2 separate regions of the Triticum aestivum genome follow, and region 1 is linked to region 2. A link is a contact called in public Hi-C data. All regions are on one chromosome and are shown on one strand. Each heading gives the region's core, a stretch centred on a gene start, on an enhancer-like site or on the middle of the called end of the contact. The rest is flanking DNA. Distances are from core to core; before and after follow the strand shown.

What was found. Hi-C and Micro-C count contacts between places; a contact is called where the count stands out from the background.
Region 1: a contact with region 2 is called in a Hi-C map of an unstated tissue, with 7 times the contacts expected there. The contact joins two enhancer-like sites. A contact is called at or near these places in 3 of 5 Hi-C or Micro-C datasets (leaf and an unstated tissue).

Annotation. Positions count from the first base shown.
Region 1 is chr5A:660,968,275-660,971,934 of IWGSC CS RefSeq v2.1, forward strand. No RefSeq gene overlaps it. Among protein-coding and RNA genes, the nearest start is that of LOC123108266, 27 kb to the left of the region's middle. Within about 2 kb of position 1,482, at least 5 of the 8 cell types and tissues checked have an H3K27ac peak or open chromatin away from gene starts, as enhancers often do.
Region 2 is chr5A:660,780,547-660,784,071 of IWGSC CS RefSeq v2.1, forward strand. It overlaps the pseudogene LOC123101747. Among protein-coding and RNA genes, the nearest start is that of LOC123105750, 9.4 kb to the left of the region's middle. Within about 2 kb of position 1,360, at least 2 of the 8 cell types and tissues checked have an H3K27ac peak or open chromatin away from gene starts, as enhancers often do.

The DNA of each region.
Region 1 (3,660 bases), core at 232-2,731, 190 kb after region 2:
GTATATATATATATGGTATATGAGGAGCGAGAGTACGTACTCCCAGAAATACACAACCATTTTCCTATATATATATACTGCTGCCGGTGCCATGTGTCCCACCTTTTAGTAAGTTGGGCAAGAACTTATAGAGGACGACCCAAGGAAGGATTGGCCTCGATCGCAACATATAATAGGCTACTAATTACTGCTTGCAATAATAATATATAGGTTATTTTTGGAAGGAATTAATTCGCCCATAAACAGATCAACATGAAAGGTCTCCCTCATCTCATCATCCCCTTGTTGTGATTGATCAACACGAGATGAGAGGCCGAACTTGGATTTGCTAGCCAAGTAATCTCGATCGGTTGGTGTCAGATCACGGCAGCCTCCCTCTCCGGCCCCTAGTAATCTCGATCGACCCATCTCCAAACTAAGCAATCCAATGGCGTGCGGGTACAAGGCGGCGGCGGCGCGCGACGTCCCCGGCGTGCTCCTCCTCCTCCTCGTGGCCTCTCTCGCCACGGTTACCAGTAAGTAAAACCTTGGCGGCGGCGGCGGCGGGCATGTTGATTGATGATGATGATGCATGCTTCTGTATTTTCTTGCATTGACCATTTTTTTTGCTTAATAAAATTATTAGGGTGTGCGTGGGTGGGTGACTACGCGTCGGACCACGGGTGCGGCAAGACGTTCGTGGAGGCGCTGTGCGACCCGGCGGACGCGGCCCAGAACCGCGCCTGCAGCGACGCCTGCCACTACAACGGCTGCGGCGGCGGCCGCTGCGTCTACGTCGCCACCGCCAGGGGATGCTACTGCAAGCCATAGCCCTAGCAATCGCTCCATCCTCCAAGTCGATGATGTATGTGTTCCCTCGTTGAATTGATTGGTGAATTGAATAAATTGAAGAAATTGCTGCTGGGAACACAGAGCATGTTGATGTTGGTTTTTCAACATGCATGATTTATTTGATCGCGATCGAGGGAGAAAAAAATGATTTACAACAATGCAGTAAATCTTTTCCTTAAAGCCTGCGGATCGCGATCGATCAATATTCGGTGCCTGCCATGTGATGTATGGGACACACACTCGATGCTCTTCTTTTCTTCTTCTTCTTTTTTATTTATTAGGAACCAACGTTGTATGCTTGACAGGAAATCAATTCTATCCATTAGTTTTTTTCTTTTTTCTTTTTCAGAATTGTCGCCATCTTTTTTCATCCAAAACAAAGGTCATATATAGGTCCAAGGTTTGGGTCATGAATATTGCCCAACCAAACATGTCTACCTACGCCTGGGTTACAAGTAAACTTGATGAGATTATGAGTCTCAAAATTAAAGTTGATAAAAGAACAAGAAATAAAACTATTACAATGATTCATCATCTCATATTTTATCCATTTGTTGCATGGAACGCACGAGGAATACATACATTACTTGGCGCTCATTACTTTCAGGGTAGCACAGCCCAGCCCGGCCCAGCTCAGCCCAGGTGGAACAGCCGAAAGAAGCCGCAATTCCCCATGGGCTGGGACACCATATCGTCCGTCCGCAGCTATGGACCTGGCCTTGGGAGATCCTATTTGCCGCAAATAGCCCCCAGTTCGCACAGACCTCGCCCGATTGGGCCGGCCATTGGGTTCAAACCCTTACCGTATGGTCGGGCGCAAAAACTCTGAGAAAAATAAGTGCGAGCCGGATTCGGTCCGGAGAGCTGCTGTAGAGGACGGAGAATCCTGCCAGTCGAGCTGACTGACTGGTAACAAAAGAGAAGCAACGCAACTCAACATTACTCAAAAGAAATTAAGAAACAGATAAAATTTATTAAATTCCAATTTCTTTCGAAAATGCGAGTAATTTTTTGAAACCACGAAACAATATTTAAAAAAATGGGAACAAAATTTGAAAAACGAGAAAAAAAATTGAAATTCTGAAAAAAATTTGAAAATTCGAACAAATTTCAGGAAAACATATGAATTTTAAACCTCCAAACTTTTTTTTAAAACACAAACAAATTTATAAATTCAAAACTTTGTTTCGAAAATAAACAAAATATGAAATAATTTTTTTTGCACAATAAAAACAAAATTTAAAATTCACAACATTTTTTATGAAAATGTGAACACTTTTTGAAAATACGAACAAAATTTTGAAACTCCAACATTTTTCGACATGATTTTCTTTGGAAATTCCGAATATATTTTTAACATTGCGAACAATTTTCGAAAAGATGAACAAAATTATAAAATTTCGAACATTCTTTAGAACATGAACAAAACTCCATTTTTTTTTGAAGATATGAACAGATTTTACATTTCCAAACATTTTTGGAAATTGTGAAGAACATTTTGAAAACGTGAACAAAATTTAGAATTTTTCAAATTTTAACAAAAAATGTGAAAACAGGAACGTTTTTTGAAATTGTGAACAAAATTTTGAAAATGTGAACATTATTTCAAAAATTGAACAAATTTTGACCACAAGAACATTTTTCAAAATTCTGAATAATATTTGAACTTTTCAAAAAGCTTAAAAAGAAAAAGTAAAGTAATATCAATAAAGAAAATAAAAATAAATAAAACGAGAAAAAAGAAAGAACAGAAAAGGACAGTGAAGAAAACCCGAAAAAACTAGCAGAAGGAACAAATATTTTTTTGGGAATTCTGCAAACTGGTTTTAAGTTTTGTCTCCGCTGTTTGTTCTTTAGCTTTAGCGTTGTTATTCCGCAAACTTGTTTTAAGTCGTGGTGCCTGGCGTGACCTGTACGTCTATAGGAGGTGGTGCAAAACTGGTTTTAAGGTTTGCGGTTTTTTATCTCGCGAAACGAAACTACCGTAAATGAGTTGGCCCAGGATAAGCCGCGCTCCGTGCGAAGCCGCGGCTACTTGCCGCAGTAAGCGGCGTACAGAGAATTCCCCTGGCCTTAGCCTTTCTGTCCATTCTTTCTGTTGCATTGCATTATGGCCCAGTCCAGTTTTTCCTCTCTGATCTCTACAGAAGTGGTTGGGAGCTCCTTTTTTTTGAGAATTAGTGGTTGGGAGCTCCTGTTCGGTGCTTTCGGCGCTACTTATCGCAACTGGCGCTCGCAGCAGGATTCGATCCCTACCTGCTAACTTCACACCTTTTAGGCAATAACCACTAGGACGCCTACTCTTTCTTGTCCACTATGAGGAAAATACTCTATTTGACTTCTCTTAATACAACATTAGCATGTAGGAGCAATATATACCCAGTTTGTTATGCATATTATTTTATGATATAAATAAAAAAAGCATACAAAATAAAAAAATGAACTTGAAGAAAGTTCATAAATTTCAAAACATTCGTACAAAGTGAAAAAGGTTCGTCAATTTGAGAAAAGTTCACGAATTTGAGAAAACTTCACGAATTCTGAAAAAAAACGTCATTGTTTTTTTAAAAGTTAATCTATTCTGAAAATATTTCATAGATTCTCAAAAAGTTCACAAAATTTATAAAAAAGTACATCAATTTCGGAAAAATTTCGTCCAATTTGGGAAAATGTTCGCGAATTTTGGAAAATAGTTCATCAATTTTTAAAAAAGTTCACCAGTTTTGCAAAAAAAAACTTCCATTTTGAAAAAAGTTCATCGGTTTTGAAAAAAGTTCATCAAATTTGGCAAAAGTTCATCGAATTTTAAGAAAGTTCATCAAATTTTAA
Region 2 (3,525 bases), core at 110-2,609:
TTCATGAATTCGAAATTATTCCCATATGAATTTCAAAAAACTTCATAAATTTGAAAAAATATTCCCATATTTCGGAATAGCTTCATGAATTTAAAAATTAGTTTGTATTCCAAAAAATATCTCTAGATTTCAGAAAATGTTCTTTGATTTTGATATTTTTTTCGTCAATTTTAAAACTGTTCCCAAAATAGTGAGTTTTTCCTTTTTTCGTAGATTCGTTTATTCAAAATATTTTACCTCTTAAACCGTGCGTCCAAATCTTGAACCGTTTTCACCATTGGATTTCTGGCTTTGATACTTTTTCAAAACTAGATCCCATGTTGATAGGTTTTGACGAACTTTTTTTTTCATGAAAAAAACCGGACGAAAAAATCGGGCAAAAAAACCAAACCAGGAGCATGGTTTTTTCCCTTTCCGAAAGAGGCACGCCCGTGCCTCTCGCGAAATCACAACCGTGCCTCTCATGGAAGCAAAACCGTGACTCTCATGGAAGGAAAAAAAAACAGAAAACACATTTTTTTTTCGTTTCTGAGAGGCAGGGCCGTGACTTTCGCGAAAGTACAACCGTGCCTCTCGCGAAAGCAAAACCATGACACTCGCGAAAGAAAAAAAACAGAAAACGCGTATTTTTTCCCTTTCGAGAGGCACGGCCGTGACTTTCGTGTAATCACAACCGTGCCTCTCGCGGAAGCAAAATCGTGACTCCCACGAAAGAAAAAAAAACAGAAAACGCATTTTGTTTTTCCCTTTCCGAGAGGCACGACCGTGATTCTCGCAAAAGCACAACCGTGCCTCTCGCGGAAGCAAAACCGTGACTCTCGTGAAAGAAAAAAAAACAGAAACGCATTTTTTTCGTTTCCGAAAGGCACATCCGTGACTCTCGCTAAAGCACAACCGTGCCTCTCGCGGAAGAAAAACCGTGACTTTCATGAAAGGAAAAAAAATAAAACGCATTTTTTTGCACAATTTTTTTTTATCGAAAAGCTAAGAAAGACCAGGGGAAAAACAAAACATCGAAAAAAAGAAAAAAACCGTTTAAAAAGCCGAAAACGCGTGCGGAAAAATAAAAAAAAACAAAATTCAAAGGGAGCGTCCAGAGCGCGACACGTGACGAATGGCTAAGAGCGCGCAAAGTGACGCTGATCGTTGCGAGGCTCCCGAAGGAGCGCTCGTTAACTAGTTGCTCCCGGTTGCGTGTGTTTGCTATTCCCCAACCCATACAGGGAATAGGATCTGGAACTAAAATTGGAAGGGTGGTAATAAAAAGAAGAAAAATTTGTGTACACGCAACTGCGGCAACTCCTATATGCCGCTCCTTGCGACAAGTAGTCGCCCTTTCGCACAGGGGCCCGAGTGGGCCGGCCCATTAATAGCACAGGGAAGCAATTTGGAAATGCACAGTAGCGCTGGATCAAGTACTGCAGAGATTTTCTTAAAAAAGAAAGTACTGCAGAGATCGACCAAGCATCTACAAAGCTGGAACAAGGCATTGCAGCAAACATTTTAGAAAATCTGAGAACATTTTTTTGGAAAAAACTTGGAACATTCTTGGAAAAGCGAACAAAATTTTAAAAATGTGAATTTTTTTCAATTTTTGATCAGTTTTTTCTAAAAAAATAACATTTTTTGGAATCCGAATATTTTTAAAATGTATTTTTTAAATGTTGATACTTTTTTGAAGCTACGAACAAAATGTGAGTAGTTTTCAAAATTCGGAACAATGTTTTTAAAATGTGATTTTTTTTTCAAAACTGCGAACATTTTTGGAAAACAGAACATTATAGTTCAAAAGGGCAAATATATTCCAAATTTGCGGCCATTGTTTTAGAACAGTGTGGTTTTTTGAAAAAAAAGAATTAAAAATAAATATAAAAAAGGATATGTAAAGAACAGCGGAGAAAAGAAAACCAAAACGTCTTGTATGTTTTGCTACCGAAAAATGTGCCGGACCAATTAACTCATCCGTCGTCCCTTACTAATTTAAGGGGTATCTCTCTCAAAAGCCACTCCCACCTTCTCTGGTGTGGACAAGTGGCGCACATGCAGTGCAATCTGAGAGTTTTTTTAGTAGATTTTTGCCCCAAAATGTGTTATCTCTTGAACCTTGCGTTCAAATCACGAATCATTTTCATGTTGGATTTGTTACATGAGATATTCAAAATTAGGTTTTGCATGAAAAAGCAAAACAAAAAACCCAATAAACCGGAATTAAATGAACCAGGAACCCAAAAAAGCAAAATGAAAAAACTGGAAAACCAAAATGAAGGGAAAAAGAGAAAGCCGAAAAGCCAGAACCAGGAGCCTTCTGTCACTGCTGATATGCTGGCCTCGGCGCTAGGTGAACTTAGTTAAGACGTGGCCCCACATGCCATTGAGAGGAAGCGGATGAAGAAGAAGAAACAATAATAGCCAGGCCCAGTAGAGCGGCAGGTGAAATATGGCGTGCATGTCGATGAAGGAGAACTAATAAGGATTGGCAAACTAGAGGACACAGTCTTCTCCACTAATGCTTCGCAAACTTGGCAGTCAATAGTGCATGGCTTGGATCTATTGAAGAAGGGCTTGGTCTGGCGCATTGGTAATGGGCTATCTGTTCGCATTTGGAGAGACTCATGGATCCCCCACCCCATTGGGCATCCTCCAATAACTCAACAAGGGCGCTGCAGGTTGAGGAGGGTGAGCGAGCTGCTGGATGACAATGGTGCTTGGCGCGTTGATTTGCTCCAACAGGTGTTCTGGCCGGTTGACGTACAACAAATTTTGAAGATCAAGGCATCTCCAAGGCTGGGAGATGATTTTATTGCATGGGGTGCCGAACGCACTGGTATCTTCACCGTGCGTAGCGCATACAGGCTGGCGCTCGAGGACAAGTTGCGTCCCTCTTCAGTCGCGGCGAGTAGGGCACCGGACGGGCGACGTGTCGTCTGGGCATTTTTATGGAGGTGCCCTGCTCCTCCGAAGGTGCGTGTCTTTGGTTGGTGGGTGGCTACAAATGCACTTGCTACTTGGGCTAACAAATTTGATCGCCATATGGAGGTATCTGATATATGTCCACTATGTGGTCTCGAGCGAGAGGACACATATCATGTGTTTTGCAGGTGCCCACGGGCTGTGGATTTATGGCGTACCATGGCGGAGGTGTGGAGAATTCCCGAAGTCACATCCATACGGAACACGGGGCCGGAATGGTTCTTGAACCTCTTGGCGGAGTGTGAGGAGGGTGACCGTCTCAGAGTCATCATGGTGATGTGGAGGTGTTGGTTCATACGTAATGAGATCCAACATGACAAGAAACCACCGCCTATGGAGGTCTCTCGACGCTTCCTACAGAGCTATGTTTCCTCGCTGTTGGGTGTACAACAATTCCCAACAGGAGACTGGGATAAGGGGAAGATGGTTCTGCAGCATGAAGGGGCGGTGCGGCGATCTTCGCATGTGTCGACGGGACCAAAGCTTCCTTGGAAGTGGCACCCACCGCCGCATGGGTGGGCTAAGCTGAATGTCGACGGATCCTTCGCCCACGAG